2 separate regions of the Zea mays genome follow, and region 1 is linked to region 2. A link is a contact called in public Hi-C data. All regions are on one chromosome and are shown on one strand. Each heading gives the region's core, a stretch centred on a gene start, on an enhancer-like site or on the middle of the called end of the contact. The rest is flanking DNA. Distances are from core to core; before and after follow the strand shown. Region 1 holds the start of LOC100193014 (histone2b 2). Region 2 holds the start of LOC100382098 (exocyst subunit exo70 family protein D1).

Region 1 (6,641 bases), core at 3,174-5,673, 230 kb before region 2:
CCCGGCCAAGGTTAGCGGACTGTCCGGACCTCGCTTTTCTGACAGCTCTGACAGATTTCAAACAGGAAAACTAGCCGTTATATATATGACGGACCGTCCGGGCTAGAGATGGCAAAGGGTAAATACCCACCGGGTATTACTACCCCATACCCATACCCACGACACAAAAATAACCCCACCGGGTCACCCATATACACTGGTGGGTATGGATTTACCCCCATATCCATACCCATGTGGGTATGGGTCACCCATCGGGTCACCCGTACCCACAAAATTAAACATCTATCAAAATATTATAATATACAGATGTCAAGTATATCCATATAAATGATATAAATGATGATGGTGATGAAGATGGCTATTCATATGACGATCTTGTTAGAATGTTAGGTGAGACCGATAACTACATGCACAAAGAAAAAGAAAAGTTTAAGACCTTGAAGGAATTGTATAAAAACCTCCAAGTGTCTTTTGAGGAGCTAAAGACCTCTCACAACGATCTAAAAGAGAATTGTGAGAAGCTTGTGGAAGCTCAAAACTCATCTATTGTGCATGAAGTTGTGGTGGTCACCGAGGATGTTGGAATCACTTGTGACTTACTTGATAGTCCTACAAGTGAACCACAACCTACTAACTCTATTTGTGATAAATGCAAAATTTCTCTTATGAATGATAATATTGCTCTAGATGAGTCACAAATCATTGTTGAGAATGAAGTATTAGTAGATAGAGTGAATGCTCTAACTCATGATCTAGAGAAGGCATATGGTGGAAAGGCTAAATTGGATTTCATATTGTGAAGTCAACGGTGCTCACTTAATCGTGAGGGTCTTGGATATGTTCCCAAGAAAGGAAAGAATGCTTTTGTAAAGCAAAAGACATTGTTTGTGAAAGAATGTGACAAAATGTGTCACAAGTGTCAGAAGAAGGGACATATCAAGAAGAATTGTCCTAAGCTCAAGAATGTATCCTCCACTTGTTTTGAGCATTGTTATGTTCTTTCTCATAATGCAAAAGGTGTTCATGCTAAATTTGTTGGTACTTCAATTGTTGGCAACAAGAAGAAAGCTATTTGGGTGCCAAAGACCTTGGTCACTAACATCCAAGGACCCAAGCGAGTTTGGGTACCTAAAAGAGATTGATTTCCTTTTGTAGGTGAACTACAAGGCATGAGTGAATCATTGGGTGTTGGATAGTGGATGCACTCAACACATGACCGGAGATATGAAAATGCTCACCCAAATGAGTGAGGAAGATTGCTCAAGTTATGATAGTATCACATTTGGAGATAATCGCAAAGGAAAGGTTAAAGGCTTGGGTAAAATTGCTATTTCAAATGATCACTCCATATCAAATGTGCTTTTGGTTGAGTCTTTGAATTTTAATTTACTATCCGTAGCTCAATTATGTGATTTAGGATTTAGTTGCAATTTCACCGTTGATGATGTTATTATCTCTAGTGTTGATGGTAGCAATCTTAAGTTTAAAGGTTTTAGATATGAAAATCTTTACCTTGTTGATTTCTCATCTAGTGAGGCAAAGCTCACACCTTGCTTATTCTCAAAGGCTTCACTAGGTTGGTTATGGCATAGAAGACTTGGTCATGTTGGAATGAAGCAACTCAATCGTTTAACCAAACATGATTTAGTCCGTGGCTTGAAAGATGTGAAATTTGAGAAGAACAAATTGTGTAGCTCTTGTCAAACCAGGAAGCAAGTGGCAAATACTCATCCAAATAAAAGTCAAATGTCTACTCATCGACCTTTGGAATTACTTCACATGGATTTATTTGGGCCAACATCGTTTGTGAGTATCGGCGGTAATTCCTATTGCCTTGTGATTGTTGATGATTATTCTAGATTCACTTGGGTTTACTTTCTTCGGGATAAATCTAATATGTTTGAAACATTCAAATCATTTGCTATATTGGCTCAAAACCAATTTGATTTTGATATCAAGAAAGTTAGAAATGATAATGGGTCGGAATTCAAAAATGCTAGAATTGATGAATATTGTGATGACAAGGGTATTAAACATGAATTTTCTTCCAAATATACTCCGGAACAAAATGGTATTGTTGAAAGAAAGAATAGGACTCTCATTGATATGGCTAGGTCTATGTTAGCCGAATATAATGTGTCGGATTCTTATTGGGCCGAAGCAATAAACACCGTATGTCACTCATCAAATAGGCTATATTGTCACAAGCTTTTGAAGAAAACTCCCTATGAATTGCTCATTGGTAGAAAGCCAGATATCTCATATTTCAGAGTATTCGGTTGCAAATGCTATATTTTGAGAAAGGGAAACCGACTCTCTAAATTTGAGAAGAAAATGTGATGAGGGTTTTCTACTTGGATATTCATCAAATAATAAGGCTTATAGAGTTTTTAACAATACTCATGGTATTATTGAAGAAGCATATGATGTTGAGTTTGATGAAACTAATGGGTCTCAAGATGAAAGCAATAATCTTGATGATGTTGGTGAAACTCAATTAAAAAATACTATGAAAACAATGGCCATTGGTGAAATAAAGCCAAAGGAAGATGATGATAAAAATAGTGTGGTTGTCATTCCATCCTCTTCAACCCTAAATGAAGAAAATCACCAAAGCCAACAGAATGATGAAATAATGGATACTCATGATCAAGATACTTCGAGTCACTCGGTTCCTCCTGTTCCTTCAACTAGCAATTATCAAACAGTATCAAGAATTCATCATTCTATTGTGAAGGATCACCCGGTTGATCAAATTGTGGGTGATATTAGTAAGGGTGTTCAAACTCACTCTTGTATAGCTTCATTTTGTGAACATTTCTCTTTTGTATCTTGTATGGAACCTAACCGTGTAGATGAAGCTCTACTTGATGTTGATTGGGTGAATGTAATGCATGAAGAATTAAATAACTTCACTCGAAATGAAGTTTGGGAACTTGTTGAGAGACCAAAGAACCACAACGTTATTGGTACAAAATGGGTGCTTCGCAACAAGCACAATGAAGATGGATTAGTAGTAAGAAACAAGGCAAGATTAGTTGCACAAGGGTATACTCAAATAGAGGGATTGGATTTTGGTGAGACATTTGCTCCCGTGACATGATTGGAAGCAATCCAGATCCTTCTTGCTTATGCTTGTGCTCATAATATCAAACTCTACCAAATGGATGTAAAGAGTGTCTTTCTAAATGGTAAGATTAGTGAACTAGTGTATGTTGAACAACCTCCCAGTTTTGAGGACCCCAAAAGTCCTAACCACGTGTACAAGCTTTCTAAAGCTCTATATGGGCTTAAGCAAGCCCCACACGCTTGGTATGAAAGGCTTAGAGATTTATTGCTTTTCAAAGACTTTAAAATTGGGAAGGTTGACACTACCCTATTCACTAAAAAAATTGGCAAAGATTTGTTTGTTTGTCAAATTTATATTGATGATATTATTTTTGGATCTATTAATGAATTGTTTTGTGAGTAATTTGGAAAAATGATGTCAAAAGAATTTGAAATGTCTATGATAGGAGAATTGAGCTTCTTCCTTGGTCTTCAAATCAAACAACTGAAAGATGAAATCTTTATAAGTCAATCAAAATATTTGAAGGATATGCTCAAGAAGTTTGGTTTAGAGAATGCAAAGTCTATCAAGACTCCTATGGCAACAAATGACTATCTAGACTTAGATGAGGGAGGTACTATGGTTGATCAAAAACTTTTTCGCTCAATAATTGGTAGTTTGCTTTATATTACCGTATCTAAGCCTGATGTTATGTTTAGTGTTTACATGTGTGCTCGATTTCAAGCTTCCCCTAGAGAGATTTACTTGAAGGCCGCAAAAAGAATTCTAAGAACTCCAAATCTTATAAAAATTCTCCAAATCCAAACAAGTCACAAAATCTATTTTATTGCATCGTAAAAAAAGTCATAAACAATTCAAAAAATTGCAGTCCAAATCTAGCCTCCTTTACGACAAAGAAAAAGTAAAGAAAATTTGCAGGATTAAAAATCCTATAGAAAATTTTACTATATGACTCTTTGAAACAAAGGATTGAGTATCCAAATCCTATAATTTTTTTTGTGGAATATAGAGAGATTTTGGAGGATTTTTGTCTTGATTTTTTATGAAATTGCAAGTATTATACAATCATATTCATATGGTTTTCCTAAGCGCTGCGCAGCGTGGCAAGCCTGCAGAATTTCAAATTGGCAACGGCGCGCCGGCGGAAAAGCATTTCATTTCCCTCCGTCTTCTCCCGCCCCCTCTCTCCACCATGTCAGCGATCCGCGTGAGAAGCGCATCTCGACCGTCCGTGCGAAGAAGCACCAACGTTCCACACCGTTTGAAGCCAGCGATCCGCGGCACCTGCCTCTCCACCAATCACGCTCACCTCTCCCGTCCTATAATAAGCGCATCGCCCCAAGCCACCATCCCCAACTACGGTAACTCGTCTGCTCGCATTTCCTCCCAATCCATCCCGCCTCCAAACCCGAACTCCAAGTCGCCCCGCATCGATGGCGCCCAAGGCCGAGAAGAAGCCCGCGGCGAAGAAGCCGGCGGAGGAGGAGCCCGCTGCCGAGAAGGCGCCGGCCGGGAAGAAGCCCAAGGCGGAGAAGCGTGTCCCAGCAGGCAAGTCCGCCGGCAAGGAGGGCGGCGAGGGAAAGAGGGGCCGGAAGAAGGGCAAGAAGAGCGTGGAGACCTACAAGATCTACATCTTCAAGGTGCTGAAGCAGGTGCACCCGGACATCGGCATCTCCTCTAAGGCCATGTCCATCATGAACTCCTTCATCAACGACATCTTCGAGAAGCTCGCCGCCGAGGCCGCCAAGCTCGCGCGGTACAACAAGAAGCCCACCATCACCTCCCGTGAGATCCAGACCTCCGTGCGCCTCGTCCTCCCCGGGGAGCTCGCCAAGCACGCCGTCTCCGAGGGCACCAAGGCCGTCACCAAGTTCACCTCGTCCTAGGCTGCGTGGCCTCCGCTTGCAGGCTTCCCTCGTATGTTCGCGTGTCTTGCTGTAGTTAGGTGCTGCTGTGTCTGGTCTCCTCCGGTAGCAACTGTTATCTGATGGAACAGTAACAATGCTTATTGAATCCAGCTAGTTGCTTATTTGTGGATCCTCTCTCTTTGTTGTTGGCCACCTTTATCTCGTGATGTTTGTGTGCATGTGAATACTCTGAATGTGCATTTCGAAGTTTGAGAAGTTACGACGCGTTACTGCCATTCCTGTGAATGTTTCGGTTGTGCACTTGTAGAATTTGGGGTAATTTCTAATTCGCGATCGAACATGTTTTGAGAAGTTATATAGTAATTTGCAGGCTGTAAATTGCTCTAATGTAGGCCGGGTTGTTTGTCGTGGCTTCAAATTTCCTTCCTGTTAACCCGGTCATGCTATATGTTTCCAAATGAAATTTCCACTTCATGCTAGTCGCTTAGCACTGGGTGGCGCAGAGTACTAGCTGCATCTCATTCAAATTCTCGGTGACCCTGTCTCCATTACTGTATCTTGTGTTTAACGAATTTTGTATTGATAAAACGGTAGCTGAATCACCTAATTTCTAACAACTTTGCCCTTTTTATTTATCACCGAATTTTGTAGTGATAAAACGGTAGCTAAATCTCAGTACTTTGATTTAATTCCATACTCAATTTCTTGTTCGTTGTCGTTGTGCTATCATTAGTAGGCATGGTGGTTGGTGATTTCGGAGATGTGATGCTCATGTGGTGAAGAGCGAATGATTTCTGTGGCCAATTCCTTCTGTACCCGTTGGTAACGTTACAGCTAAAATATCAGCACTATTGAAGGATACAGTATTTAACATTGCTGTTCTATTTTTTTTGAGTATTTTGAATCCAATGAACTCACCAATAAATTTCTTAACGTTTTTGTATTTTTTCCTTGAATTTCAGGTCGTTCGAATCTGAACATATTGATGTGCTGCATACTCTTCTGGAGCACCATTTGATTTTGATCCTCTCCGATGGCGTTATTACACAGAACGCTATGCTGCATGCCTCAACCATCTGGTCAAGGAAACCCCCACCTCCGCAAGGGCGCACCATTGTCTGCCTCCGCAAGGGCGCAATGTTCGGTACCCCAGGTGCCCATAGTTCCTTACTTTTCTGAAATTGGATCCTTGATCTTTGCAGTTTCTTCTCTTTAACCACTTTATTATTTTTTAGATTTATTTATTTGTGTTACGTTACGTGCTAATTTCTCTGACTGCCACTGTGCCACAGATGCTAGGGTCCAACACAATCCTCTTTTTGTTCGGTGCAACTATGCTTACCAATAGTTTTCATACAGATACAGGAGTAATCACTAACCACTGATAGGCTGGCTATGCTTTACAACTTCATCAGTCTATGGGCAATCTTTTTTTCTTTTTCTCATTTTGGGTTCCTTCTTGTTTATTAACAATCATTGGGGTCAAGAATGCTGCCACAACATGTGACTTATTAGAGTATCTCAAACAAGGTGACCTAAAAAAATGCCCTATAAATTAAAAATACTGATGTTTTAAATAATTTAGGTCACCATAAAAAGGTTGAACTTCAGCAGTAAAGCCTCAAACGAGATAAATAACTGAAACCGGGTGACTTTCTCCCGCCATCATCATATCACGCGCCTAATTTTCTCCCCCACGCAAA
Region 2 (6,870 bases), core at 1,116-3,615:
AGCTGGTGCAAAACAGGGGCAGAAATGCCATGGGTTGTTCCAACTATCCACGTTACTGAAAAAATTTCCTATATGGACATGCTACTTGCAAGATCTATATAACATCTTTGATTGAAGCCAAATGAACAACTTCTCTTACGGAGTAGGAACCACTGTGCCGATTGACAGCTTCAGAAAGACCCCCAAAATATATTCATATTTGCCATCTTTGATTGAAGATCACCAAATTTATACTCACATCTATCAGGACAGAAGAAATCGAGCCCAAATACCAGCACCAGCTTCCTCGTGAAGAATAAAAGAATAAATAGCAACAACAGCTAGTTGAATACCTGATGTACAGGACCTTCACCCATGTGATCTCCTCCTGTGATGCGGGGAAGGAGGAACGCCCTCAAAGAAATCACCCACAGCTATCTCAAGGTCCTCAACAGAGTACTTAATGTACAGCTCTGGATGCTTCCCATTCTCTATATGATGCCGAAACCTGCCAAGGAATGACTGGTATGCTGGCAGCAGCTTCTCAGCAATCGAGATCCTGAGCTCCTCCCTCAGCTGGTTGTCTGGCACGCACCACCCTGACTGCACCCTATGCGCGTCCTCAAATGCAGCGTTGAAGGACTTGAACCGCTCCCGCAGTGCCGACTTGGATATCCCTGACGAAAAGCCACCACTTACATGGAGCCCCTCATCACGCAAACAATTCAGGATCTTCAACCATGAGGCCTGCTGGTAGTTTGTGGCCGCCATTGTGAACTTGCCAGTAAGCCGTTTCAGGTAATCATCAGCTATCATGCCCCAGAGATCTGGCGAATCTTTCACCTTGTGAACGATGTAGTGCACATTGTTCATCATGAACAGATGCGAGAGAGCTGGATCCTTGTAGAGTGTTGCCTTGCCCTCCAGGTTGTGTTCAAGAATAACAATGATCCAGACAATGTGAGAGGCAAGTGGTAACTGGTTCTCAAGCTCGGGGAGCTCGAGGTCAGCTAAGGACGGCACGAGCTCATTGCCCTCAGCAGCAAGACGAGCGCTAGCTGATGGACGCGATACGATCAGCTCGGATAGCGTGGCCTTGTAGTCGCAAATGAGGCTGCTATAGTTCATCACATACCGAGTGAGCGGGTGGACGGTACCGCCAGGCACTGCGGTCTTGGGCGGGTCGTGGAGCACGGCGTTCTCGAACTCCGAGAATATCCCTCTCACGGCATCGGCGAGGCGCGACCGGATCTCAACGGCCTGCACGTATATGGACTCCGCGACCTTGGAGGCGGCGAAGATGTCGGAGACGTCGGGTAGGAGGTCCGAGAGCGCGTCGTGGAGGTCTATGATCTTGAAGAGCTTCTCGGGGGAGCGGCGATCGATGCTGATGGCCTCGGCGAAGCCGAAGAGCTGCAGCGCGGCGCCCTTGACGGCCTCGGCGAAGGGGGTGTCGTGCGTGGCGGGCGCTGAGGCGGCGGAGATGGGAAGGTCGTGGAAGATGTGGAAGCAGAGGCGGCGCTCGCTGGCGAAGACGCCGCGGACGGCGGCGCGGGCGGCGCGGATCCACCGGCGGATCTTGGCCTCGAGCGCGTCCCACTCGAGGCGCTGGACGTCACCGATGCTGAGGCGCTCGACGCCGAGCCGGCGCAGGGAGGCGTCGACAGAGGGCTTGCGGACGGACGCGTACACCTGCGCGCACTCGCGGCCGTGCTCGGCGGCGGCCATGCGGGACGCGATGGCGCGGAGGTCCGCAACGGCGTCGTCGGGCAGCAGGTCGATCTCGCGGATGCTCCGGAGCGAGCGGTAGGCGGTGCTGCGGCGGCCAATGGAGGAGGACACGGAGTCGTCCTCGTCGGCGGCGGAGAGGTCGGCGGAGGAGGCCGAGTTGGACCGGTCGCCGTTGATGGAGAGCGAGCTAAGGTCCGCGAGCGCCTCGATCTCGTGGTCGAGGGCGCGCGACGACAGCACGTGGCGGAACTCGTCCTCGAGCCGTGTCATAGCGACCAGCACGGCGCCGCTCCTCGCCGCCGAAGACGACGAGAGGCGGCGCGGGCTGCCCACGACCGCGGGCGATGGCGGCGCGAGCCGGCGCAGGTCGTCGACGGCGCGGAGGAACCGGTCGGCCTCGGCACGGTTTCCGCCGCCGTCGAACAGCATCGGCTCGTCCGTGCCACCGCACGCCAAGGACGAGTCCCACCGCATCACCACCCGCTCCGCCGCCTCCAGCTCCGCGGCCGATCCGTCCATGGCTGGCAAGTTTAGTTGACTCCTCGCCTCCACCGCCTCCTCTTCCTCGATCCGAAGCTGACCTGTCTGGGTCTGCCGCGTCGGCGCGAATCCGGCAAGCCGCTCGTGTGGGCCGCGCGATGGCGCACAGGGCTGCTGGGACAGAGGGCGGAACTGATATAGAAGTGGAGGAGGCGAGGCGACCTGGCTCCACTATGTACTGCTGCTCTGCTCCGGTCGCGCGAGAGCGAGACAGGCAAGCCTCGCTTCGGGCCTTCGGTTCTCCGTGCTCGCGGTGATTGTGAGCTTCTTTTTGTTTGGACTCGCGGTGACCCAGGAAGGGAGAGCTACGACCTACGACTACGAGGAACCAACACGGCTTCTCTTTTTTTCTTTTATAAAAAATAACTTATTTCATTATTTACTACTCTCTTCATCCTAATCCTAATTACTATAAGACTATCTCCAATAAACTCCCCATCTCACTTCTGATCTCACTCTCTATTTCAAACTCTTCAATACAAATAGTGCATATATAGTGCAGAACAGTGTTATAAACGTCCGCATGCACGACCTTGTTGGAATTGGCCTAATGCATAACCACCTCTTTTTCAAAGACCAAGAAATATATTTGATTCTCTCTATCAATATTAGCACTATTACATCGATGCATGTACGTTTGGAGAGATCACATCTTATATTATTGGACAAGAACAAAAATTGGTTACGCTTTATATTATAAGACGGAGTAAATAGTTAGATCACCCTACAATGCTGCGATTGCTATGTAAATCTCTACTCCTATAAAGCACGAGTTTCGTGTGTCGTCGTCATGCGCGACGATTATTCCCTTCTCTAGGTAAGGGTTATCTCACCAACTAATCTCGCTATAAATCGCTCTTGTTCCCATCGTTCATATCTCTTCGCGCATATGATTATTCCCCTCACCCTATATAAGGCTTATCTAACCAGAGACACCTACTAATCCCGCTATAATTCTCGGCCCCACTGTGACAGGAGCCTCCCACACTTCCTCCGACTTGAGGTACATATGTGGACGTAGTCGTTCCCATCTCCCCTTCCCAACCCCCACCCGGCGCCTAGATCTAAATTACTTCGTTTTTTGTGTGGTTGTACAGTAACAGCCGTCGCGAGACATGCTACGACCGATGACGCTTCCACCCGCGTATCTCGGGCGCCACCATCCACAGGCTCAACTCCAACCACCACGCACCGTGTGGGTGCCGCGCACTCCTAGACTTGTGTGGCATGTGGGGATACAACTATAGTCGCATGGCGCAATGCATCCCAATCTCAAGGCCTGACAGGTACTCCACCTCCGGCAGCGAGGCAGAGGATCCGAACACGCACGAGGTCACGGACATCACAGAGCCTATCGACGAGGGAGTGGACGACGATGACTCAGGGGGTAGCGAGAGCGAGGTGGAGGGGTTCATGTTGGACTTGGCATACGACAACAACGATGGTGACAAGGAAGGCAGAGAAGAGGGAGGGAAATAACGAGGCAGGATTTCGCTATGGGTAGTTGGAGCTTCGTCTTGGGGAAGGTACATTCGCCAGGTGCTCGTGGAAATATAGTAAAGTGCCCGCTTATTTTACCTAGGTGCTAGGGTAGACGGAAGGTTTAAGTTACGATGATGATGTGTTTTTAAATATTTGATACGTACATAGACATGGTGCGATGATGGGTGTCATGGTGCTTGGCGTGGACACCATAAGCAGAGCGAGTGGAGGCATCGTGCATGGTGGGAGAGGAATCTTCTGGAAGGTGTTGCTAGTTGTAGAAGTAGATCTAGGCATCATACTCATTATGCTGTTTCTCATGCGCCTAAGACTAGGAATGCATCACATTCTATTTCATATTCTACTATTGATGCTTTCTATGTGTTTTATTGCAAAAATGCCTGAGTTGTTACTTCCGATGTGGGACCTAAATGCAAGAAGGGTAAGACTTGCATTTGTGTACAAAAATCTTATTAACTAATGTGACAGGACTCAACACTAGTTGGACACCAAAAACCTAAGCCTAAATTCACGTTCATATTTATGTATCCAGAGACTTAAGTTAGGTTATTGATAGCGAGTGCATAAAAACCTTAAGCCTAAATTCAGTGATGCATGCATGAATCAGTTCATGGATGCATTACCGAAGTGAGTAGCAGTCACAGTCGATGAACTGAACTTAAATTTTGGCAATTGCAAGCCAAGAAAAATATAATTTATTTTGCTCGTAGACAAGGTTCTAGGATACTTTTTTCTAAAAAATTCCGGAGTCCACCGAACTAGTAACACCTAGCAGACATAAAACTCGTAGCAGACAAATTAGGTCCTGTTTGTTTTGGATTATAATCTGTACAGATTATATAATCCAGTGCAAATAATTCAGCAGGTAAACAAACATCTAGATTAAAGGTTCAGATTATATAATCTAAAGTCTAGATTATGATAATCTCATAATCTTTTTAAGAGTAGCTTATTTGAGATTATTTTGGCAAAAGATCCACTACCTATGGTTATGTAAATAGAAATTACAATATATGTCATCTTTCTTTGCTCACCTCAAATAAATAAACAAGGGTACTGTTATCTTTGTGAATAATCTACATTTGTATAATCTAGACTACCAAACAACTATATACAGATTATAATTTATAATTTATCTAAATTATAATCTGGATTATATAATTTAGATTATAATCCAGATTATATAATCTGAAACAAACATACCCTAATAGGGGAGGGTGTGCTAGCACAGAACAAACATACATGAAGTAGAAGAAGGCGCTGCGTGGCTTCTTGTACGCGGGGTCGCCCATCCCCGCCAGCTGCTCCATCCAGCAGGGGCATATTTCGCTTCTATTGGTCGGATGCTTTTAGTAGAAGCTGTAAAATAGTCTTACGAAGTGTTTAAATGTATTATAACTAATAATTAGTTAGCTAAAAATTATTACTATCAAATAAATAGATACCTAACTATTAACTAATTTAATAAAAATAGTTAATAGTTGAACTATTAGTTAGAATATTTGATGTCTTTAACTAATTTTAGCCACTAACTATTATTTATAGTGTATTCAACATTCCTTTAGAAGTTAATAAATATCTCTTTCACGGAGAAACCACATCGTATTTGTCAATCCTACGAAATAGAGAACTTTCTCTTGGTTAATTTTGACTTGTTGCCGGAAACTAACTCGGTTTACTCGTTTTTTTCTCTAGTTGGTGTGGCGGTGTTCTAGAGCCCCACTCTGTTTCGCTTTCTACATCGCTTCCACGATCATGCTGACCTGCATGTAGCTGTGAAAACCGGAAACCACAAGCTTTAATTTACCGGATAAAAACAAGAGCGCCAGTCGAAGAACAATGCAGATATTATCGAAGAGTTGTATTGGGAGAATAATTTGTTTTTCTTTCTCTCTGTTTCAGCGTACATAGAAGCACTCGTCCAGATTCCAGAGACCTTATTATTAAGTGAAGTGACGAAAAAAATAAAATAAAACTATACCAATGCCAATCGAACCAAAATCAAACCAACGAGCCAAAGCAACACAGCGTTCATGAGCTGCAACAATGCTTCGTCTACTCTATCTACCATCGGAATCGCAGTTCAGCAGGCGTAGTAGTCGACGAGCTCGTCGAGGGACTCCGGCTGCGGGTCGGCGTGCTCCAGCATCCAGAGGAGGTGCTCGAAGAGGACGACCTCGCAGCCGACGATGACGGTACCCGCGGGACCCCCGGCGCCGCCGGCGCGGTGGACGAGGGTCTGGAACAGCGGGTGGCCCACGAGCTCCTGCGCGACGAGGTACCGGCGGCGCGACCTGCCGACGTACACCGCGTGCAGGCCCTTGGGCGCCTCGTCCGCGCCGTGGAACGACGCGCCGCGCGCGTTGCCGGAGGTGGCGGCGACGGCGTCGGCGTGAGCCGGTGGCGACGGGGCGCGGGAGACGATGCGGCTCGACGAGTGCCACCTCCTCTTGACCATGCACCGGAGTTTGCTCAGCCCGCCCTTAGCCATGGCTGCTGCCTCTCTCCTTCGGTCGGACTCGGACCTCGGACGGGGGGAGGGCTACCGGCTAACACAGCCGACGCGCGCGGGATTGAAGAATGGTAGAGCAGGGGAGGCGAAGAGTGGCTATATATAATGTAGGGGATACTCGGGTGAGTGGGGGAGGCGACGTGGGGACCGCATGTCGGCCGGAGGTCGAAAGCCCAGCCGCTGCCGCTGGGTAGCCGAACAGCTGCAGCGGCAGCTGGCGGCGGGGGCGTTTTGTCCGGAGCTGCTGGGCTCTAGCGTGCATGCGTCGTCTCTGCCCGCCATCCGGTGGGCTGCGGCGCCGGGGAGCAGAGACATGTTGGCCGGATTCTTCTGCTGCCGCACACTGCAACTGCAAGGCACGGAGGATTTCCATGACTAGTTGGCTGGGTCTTAGCATGCGTCCGACGTCGTGAGATCGTTGTTTGTGAATAATTACCATGAAAAACTACTGCTCCCGTCCAAAAAGGCGCCGCGAACCTATGCTCGTCTGGAGTCTGGACCCAAATTTAATTGCGTGCTACTATAGATGTCCAAACGGGCCGCCCGGCCCGGTCCGGCCCAGGCCCGGTGAAGCCCGGCCCGCCAGGCACGATTAAAAAACCGGG

What was found. Hi-C and Micro-C count contacts between places; a contact is called where the count stands out from the background.
Region 1: a contact with region 2 is called in a Hi-C map of tassel, with 4 times the contacts expected there. The contact joins the promoter of LOC100193014 here to the promoter of LOC100382098 in region 2. A contact is called at or near these places in 2 of 25 Hi-C or Micro-C datasets (endosperm and tassel).

What each region holds. Positions count from the first base shown.
Region 1 is chr4:65,866,169-65,872,809 of Zm-B73-REFERENCE-NAM-5.0, reverse strand. LOC100193014 (histone2b 2) reads left to right here and starts at 4,423. Exons shown (of 1, transcript NM_001138182.1): 1 at 4,423-5,190. The coding sequence starts at 4,504. The coding sequence ends at 4,956.
Region 2 is chr4:65,632,794-65,639,663 of Zm-B73-REFERENCE-NAM-5.0, reverse strand. It overlaps LOC100382098 (exocyst subunit exo70 family protein D1), which reads right to left and starts at 2,365. Exons shown (of 1, transcript NM_001174859.1): 1 at 1-2,365. The coding sequence starts at 2,229. The coding sequence ends at 349. LOC100286273 reads right to left here and starts at 6,335. Exons shown (of 1, transcript NM_001159160.1): 1 at 5,613-6,335. The coding sequence starts at 6,244. The coding sequence ends at 5,837.